2 separate regions of the Sus scrofa genome follow, and region 1 is linked to region 2. Evidence: chromatin contacts called from public HiChIP or PLAC-seq data. All regions are on one chromosome and are shown on one strand. The core of a region is the stretch at or near the end of the contact, and the rest is flanking DNA. Distances in the headings are between cores, read along the strand shown. Region 1 overlaps ZBTB20 (zinc finger and BTB domain-containing protein 20). Region 2 overlaps LOC106505799 (a long non-coding RNA gene).

Region 1 (3,620 bases), core at 404-2,903, 82 kb after region 2:
AAATAGCTAAAACGATACTGATTTCTGTTCTGAACATGACCCAAGATTTAATTGACATTCTAAAAGGTTTTTGTGAATCAGGTGAAGATGTAGTTAATCTACAAGTTGTATATTAAAGACATTAAGTTATTTTATTAACTGAAAACTGACTTTCAAATGAAGGAATTGATGCTCATAGTTAAGCAGCTTTGCTTATACGAAGAACACATCCTAATTTTTGAAGCATGGTAAAACACTAAACCATATAAAAAGGATGATTTTACAATTAATATACTTAATTATTGGTCCCCAAATGCAGGGTTTGAATTAGTCAGAATCAATCACATTTTTCATTTTTATGTAATTTTATTTAGAATATTTAACCTCTATTATAATGTTTCTAAATCCCCTCTAAAGGACATACAGCTCAAACTGTATAGAGATATTTTAAGAAAGGTGACTGTCTGGGTAGACATGAAGAGTCTAGTTTTAAAAAACTGGGGGACAAGGAGAAGGGCTGGAAACTAGTTCTGTTTTCTGATCTTTATAATTCTATAGCTGTAAATATATCACTATGGGAGAAAAGGCACCTGGGAGTGGGGAAGGGGGTAAGGAAACGTGATGGTGTGAAGAATGCAATATCAGCATTACTTTGGTTCTGGCATGTAGAAAAAAAAAAATGATTAGAGGCATCAGACAAAGAAAAACAGTTTTTTTTTTTTTCTTTTAGGGAAGCTTTATTTAGAAGCATTGATTATTTTTATTTTTTCCTCCTAATAAAAGAATGAGGAGTTTCTGCTATGGTTTCAGATCCATATTCTTTGAAATCTTGTGATGGAAGGTCTTTACGAGATTTATTTCTGTTGTAACACTGTGTACTATATGCATTGCACCTGTTCACACAGAGCACGTTGCATTGTAATGTTTGTACAGATAGATGCTTCAAATAAGAAACCAATCTGCTTTCTTCTAGAGTACCAATCTATTAGTTACTTAATTAAACTTAATTCCGTTTTTGTGTGCAGTTTCGCTTATGGTCTTGATTTATTTACTGAGCAATGATTTCTTCTCTGCAATTATCAGTTTGTCTGAGATCAGTTTTCCTATTGTATGGAGTCTGTTTCTTTCAGAGCCTCCTTTAAGACTGCTCTGACTTCAAAATCATTACTAGGCTTTTGTCAGAGCAGATTTGTTGACACTCTTTTCACATTAAAAAAAATTTTAAAGATTGCACAAATAAGCTGTGTATTTCACTATTTCCTGCTAATATGCAAAAAATGTATTTATGATAATTACATGTACTGTGTGCCAGAACTGAAACAATACATTCCTCATAATGGAGCATAAATAAAGAAGGTGGAGCCAGCTGCTCTTAAACTGTTTATTTGCAAGCAGTAATGATATAGAGAATATACCTTTTTTCACTCTGTTAGTCTGGCAATACTGAACCTGTTGCTGCATTAGACGAGTTGCATTTTGCTGGATAGGGGAAGGAGGGCTGTCTGCTGTCTGGTAGGAGGGCTTTGTCTGTGCCTTTCTCTCTCTGTTTCTTTCTGTTTTTCTTTCTCTCTGTCTCCTCTTCTCTCTCACTCGCTTGCTTGCTCTGTCTCTGTCTCTCTCTCCCTCTCTGCCCCCCCTCTCCCTCCCTCTCTCTTGCTCTCTCTCTCTCTTCCCGTCTCTGTGGTTTGTAAGGTAGGTTGCAGTGTGTGTATATACACAACATCAAGAGCAGGAAAATGGACTCATTAGGGAGGCAGGCAGTCATTACCACTCACACTGTACTTCCAGGGAGACACCGATTATGAGAAGAGAAACTCAGCGCTGGGGAAGAAGGTAGGGCAGACAACTTTCATAAAAAAAAAAATCCTGCTCCCTCAATCCCCCCTCTACCTATCATCTCCTTTAGCCCCAAATGCTTTTATTCTTTCTACCTTGAATTTTAATTTCCAGATTTAAGTTTGACATAGCTATTGCTAGCTTAAATTTGGAACATCTATAGGAGGCCTATCCTCTACTAATTTTTTTCCTACTTATTTAAGGGTGTGCCCTTGTGATTTAGTTTAATTACTTTAAAAATAATTACAAACAAACCTATTTTTCTCACTAAAGTGCCAAATAAATCAGAATCTTTCACTCTTTTATAACAGACCCCTCCGTATGTTTGTTAGTCTCTTTGCTTTTCTTGTCTATGCAATTCCATCTGTCTGTCTATATATCATGTTGTCCTTATTTATTGCTAACTGGTTTTGTTAGTTATGTGCCAATGAGTTTTAGCTGCAGTGACAGTGTGTGGGTATTACTAAAGTGAGACTCTTGTTCTTTGTTTTACATTGAAGTTTAAAGTCCATATGTACAGTTTAAATCCTTGAAGCAGGTTGAATACTTTTTGCCAGTGTATTTATTTGGTGGCATTGGCCATAAGGTGAGGGGTTGTCCACTCAGGGTGGGTAAAAATCTAGTAATTATTTTTATTATTACACACTCTTCTATATTACATCTAGGGGTGTGTTTTGAAAGGAATAAGGTACTCAGTTTTGTAACTTTTATTTTGCAGATGGACTTTTACATTTATAGGGATATCACTGGTTAGTAAGAATGCAAACTTTCTTAACAAGCAGTTTTTATCCTAGGACAGTTTCCTTTTAGTCTGTTACTGTTTATTTATGCTTGGGGAGGGAGGAGTAGGGGGCTGGCCATCTTTTTACAAAGTGGAAGCTATGAAGTGTATCAGGCCATCTTGTGCAACAACTGTAAGTATTCATTTAACATTTCGGCGACTATAAATAAGGTATTTGTTATTTCAAACATAGTTTTGAGGTGCTTTCTTTTTCCTTTATTATTTACTTTTCTTTTTTATGTTGGGAAAAGTTGTATTCACAACTAGCTGACATTGTTGAAGAGTTTTCCCAGAACAGTGCTCTTCAAAATTCAAAGTAGTTAAATAGGTCCATTTGAAATGGTCTCCTAATGGAGTTTTATTTAGATTTGTCTGAAAGTAAAACTGCTATTCATTTGATAAAAATTAAGTCAGGTGGTAAGATATGCAAATGTTTTCAGCATGCACATTGGCAATGATAGAAAATGGATGCTAATCTATAGAGATCTTTGATAATAACAATCACCTTTTTCATAATAAATTATTTATTTACTAGAAGTGGCAGACTTTTTTTTTTTCCTTCTTCTTCTTCTTCTTTTTTTTTTTTAATTCCATTAGGCCTCTCTGACAACACAAAGAAGTCCATAAAGCAATATTCTTAACCCACCTGGGACGCTAGAGCAGATTCCCAAACACATTCTCAAGGTTCAAACATAGCAAAATGTTTATTAAAAATCCATTATTCCAAGAGGGTGGTGAACTTTTGCTAAGTCTTTTTTTCTCTTTCTTTTAAAAAATTTATTCAGAGACTTTTAATTTGCTTATGTTGCCTAAACTGTCTTTTAAGCTGGAAGGCCAGCTTTGACCAAGAGTAGTACAAATGCTGAGTACAGTCAGGTCCAATCAGGGGACTTTGAGGGTAGTCTATTGAAAGTCTGTGTTAATATGGTATGCGATATATGTGTGATTTTCCTCCATTTCAGACTCCTGCCCCCAAAATTTGTTTTAAAACTAATATATCAAAAGTGTGCATGTCTCACGCACC
Region 2 (3,623 bases), core at 1,123-3,622:
TTGTTCTGTGGCCTAAGATGCTTCCATCCAAACTTACTTCCCTTTCTCCTTCACTCAGACCTAGACTGCATCTAATATGATGGCTCCCTCACTATTTTATCACACCAGTCATTTTCCTAGTTAAGTATATTTAATTAATCCCTTCTTGACTTCTGTGTCATAGAGGACTCAGACTAACACACCACCATATATATTTGGAAATAAGTACTATTTAGGTCTAATACCAAAAATAATTGGTTAACTAGAAGGAAACTAAGAAAAGGCAGGACATAATCTATAGAGCATAGGTCTAATTAGATCTTTAGTTCATAATTTGATAAAACTCATCCTATTCTAAATCAGTCTTTTTTTTTTTTATTTTTGGTACTACTACCTATGGTAAAGGGATAATGTCTGTGTGATTCTCCATTCATTAATCAGTTTTTCTTTATTTTGCTTTTGATTGTGCTTAAGATATAAATTTCTTACCACAACCACAAGTTTCTGCAAGGATTGGGCCCCTGCTTGCTTCTTCAACCACATCTGGAACTATTATCATCCTTACTCTGTGTCCTGGCCACACTGACTCTTCATTTCTTAGAACACACGAAGTTCTTTGCCTGCCTCAGAGCTTTCATCTATGCTGATCTTTCTATCTAAATTCCTCCTGCCTCCACTCTTTAGTTAACTTCTACATCCCTCAGCTCTTATCTTAAATGGCCTTTCCCTGAATGGGCTTTCCTTGGCTTCCTCCTCCTGAAAAATCAAAGTTATGAGCATCATACTGGTTTTCTAATAATCCTGTCATCTTGACATCTTTGCACTATTCACATGTTTAATTATTATAATTATTAATCTTTTACTGTGTTAAATGCTCCACTAGATTATAATTAGGAAGCTGTTAGGTACCATAACTATTTGGTTTTCTTTTGTTTATATTGCCCTATATTGTTCCTAGTAGTGAGTGTACCCTATCAATACTTGAATGAATGAATGAATGAATGAATGAATTTCTTAAAACATTTTTGAACAACTAGGGTCATGTAGCTTAAGTGACTACTGATCTTTTTGCATTCATTCCACTTTCTGATAATGAAGTAGAAAACCTTAGTCCTAGTACAGAGTACCTTTGACCTTAATCTCACACAATGCAAATAATCTACCTATTATATCCCAGGGATAAATGTTTTTCTTATTAGTAAGCAGATTAAATGTTTCCACTTTTTCTGTCTTATAACAAAGATTTGGTCATTGTCACTTGCTCAAATCTTCAGAGTACTTTGGAAAAATTTCTCCTATACACTGATATTTGATTCCTTTTCTCCATCTCCCACTGGTCATTATTCCAGGAGAGTAGACACAGCCTTCCAAACTTTTCTTAATTCTTTGATTAGCCATGATAGATACTCCCTTATGACAGTAATTTCTTAAAATCCAGTATTAAAAAATCATTTTATATAAGGAAAGCATTTTAACAGTTCCATCAAAATTGGAAAAGTACATGCCCTTTGAATAAGCAATCCACTGGGAAATGCTACATGGTCTTATTAACTAATTATTTCTATTTGAGTTACTAATCTTACCCTTTGTTGATGTCGTAATTCACAGGTCTCATAACTACACTGGAATTATCTATGAAGCAACTCTATTAGCAGTCTTTCTTTCTGTGACAAATGTCTCCTTGCCCCCTATTTCTATCATTTCATTTTTGTTAATGTTGATAATATATTAGGCTGAATTCACTAGAATAGGATCACAATCCTGTCATCTCCAAGGGAGAAAAATCTCAAGTAAAAGGCAAAATAATTTAGCAGATTCAAATCTTTTGATTAATCTTATACTGGATATGAGAAATAGTCATCCTTCTATGAATATCAGGGATCTCAAATCTGAGAGAAAAAAAGAATGATTTTATTCCAACTAAGGGTTTCTCAGCCCTTCCATAAATCAACACTATTATACTATACATTTGAGAGTAGAAGTCCCTATCTTTATTATGACTGTCCCACTTGTAGTAATTCAACAGGTAAAATCTTGAACTTTTCAAAGTCCTCACAGAGCTATATAAAATTTTCACCTCTACCAATGTTCTCCCTCCTTCCCAAGAAGACAGAATTGTATAATATGTTCAAGCCCACAACACATCAGCATTCACAAGCATTTTCAGTATCTTATTCTTTCTCCTGCCTTCAGGAATGTGTCCTAGCCCATGTATACTCTGCTTGGGCATGCTATGCTGTCAATAGCAGAAACAAGGAATGACAGAGTTTTAGCCAGACCAGCAGAATTGGGGCAAAGTGAATTAACTTGGTAGTAGGGCCAGCCCACAAAGAGGAGTACAAACTTGAATCCTGTCTAGGGTTATGCTGTTGCTTGGGGGAATTCTTAAAAGGACAGGGCACTATACAAAAAGTCTCTGGATAATGTGATCCTCATCGTTAGGCAAATATTTTGGTTCAGTTAGGTTAGTCCAGTTTGAAAGAGGGGCTGAAAGTAAGGCCCAGCCCCAGGGAAAGCAGATTAACAGGAAAAAAAAAAAAAAAAGAAAAAAGGATCAGAGCACCAGGTAAATGGTGCAAAGTTTAAATAAAGCCACAGTCCTAGCAGGAAGCTGTACTGCACACCAGAAAAGAAGCAAAACCCTGGCACATGGATTACTTACACATGTTGAACATTACTGGGCAGACTGCCCCTCATGGCAAAAACAAGTGGCGGCTTTGCCTAGGACACTAAAATGCAGACTGGAGGCCATATACTATTTCTAGACCCTATCCACTTGTTAATTTTAGCAATTAAAATTCCGTTTCCCCTGGTTCCAGTGGTTGCAAAATTTGAGCCTATAGAAGAAAGGTTTTAGGAGCTTGCATCTGGATAAGACTTAGTTATTACCTCCCAAAGGCCTCACCTTCTAATACCATCATATTGGGTATTAGGATTTCAATATATGAATTTTTGGGGACACAAACATTTAATCTATAACTGCAACATAATCATCTATCTGGTTGCTTTCCTTAGCATCTCTCTCGTACTCCCTGTTAAGACCATTTGAAGGACATCAACAGGTATATTCCTCTGGTTGGGAAAAATTGAGAGGCTCAGGGGACAGCCAACTTACTGTACTGCTAATCTTGTTCTAAATTTATCAAGAAGGACTCTGAATTTCAAAATTGAGGGTAATTTCACATACAGACGGTTAGAGGTATAAGTAGTTAATAGTACAACTGAGATCCTGCCTCATTTCTGTAACCAACTGCCTACTTTCTATCAGAACTCCAGTGATTGGGTCTGTCTTATTTACAGTATCTAACTGATTACATTGATATACATTTCTTTGTTCATTTATTCAAGAACTATTAAATGAAATCTATTCTGTGCTAGGCATTATCATAGGTACTAGGATACAACAGTGAGTAAAACAGAGACAAATTTCCTGTCCCTGGGACTCTCATATTCTAGTTGAATAGCTATTAAGGAGGGAAATATAGGTGGAGCAGCATGTACAAGGGAGAAATTGGAACAAGACAAAGAATGAAATTTAGTAAAAGATCAGATAACATAAGGCCTTGTAGATCATGGTAGGGAGTTTAGATTTTATTCCTCCATGGTATGGGAAGCTACTGATCAATTCTGAGCATGAAAGTAAC

What was found. HiChIP or PLAC-seq counts read pairs in DNA pulled down with a chosen protein or histone mark.
Region 1: an H3K27ac HiChIP or PLAC-seq map of skeletal muscle shows a contact between it and region 2. The contact joins two enhancer-like sites. A contact is called at or near these places in 11 of 47 Hi-C or Micro-C datasets (alveolar macrophages, blood, embryonic fibroblasts and 6 more) and 2 of 2 datasets of contacts at active chromatin or transcription factors (alveolar macrophages and skeletal muscle).

What each region holds. Positions count from the first base shown.
Region 1 is chr13:144,901,953-144,905,572 of Sscrofa11.1, forward strand. The region is part of intron 2 of ZBTB20 (zinc finger and BTB domain-containing protein 20); the gene reads left to right. Among named protein-coding and RNA genes, the nearest start is that of ZBTB20, 48 kb to the left of the region's middle. Within about 2 kb of position 1,654, at least 52 of the 83 cell types and tissues checked have an H3K27ac peak or open chromatin away from gene starts, as enhancers often do. A contact at or near this core is called in skeletal muscle, where this site is marked.
Region 2 is chr13:144,819,694-144,823,316 of Sscrofa11.1, forward strand. The region is part of intron 1 of LOC106505799 (a long non-coding RNA gene); the gene reads right to left. Among named protein-coding and RNA genes, the nearest start is that of ZBTB20, 34 kb to the right of the region's middle. Within about 2 kb of position 2,373, at least 1 of the 83 cell types and tissues checked has an H3K27ac peak or open chromatin away from gene starts, as enhancers often do. A contact at or near this core is called in skeletal muscle, where this site is marked.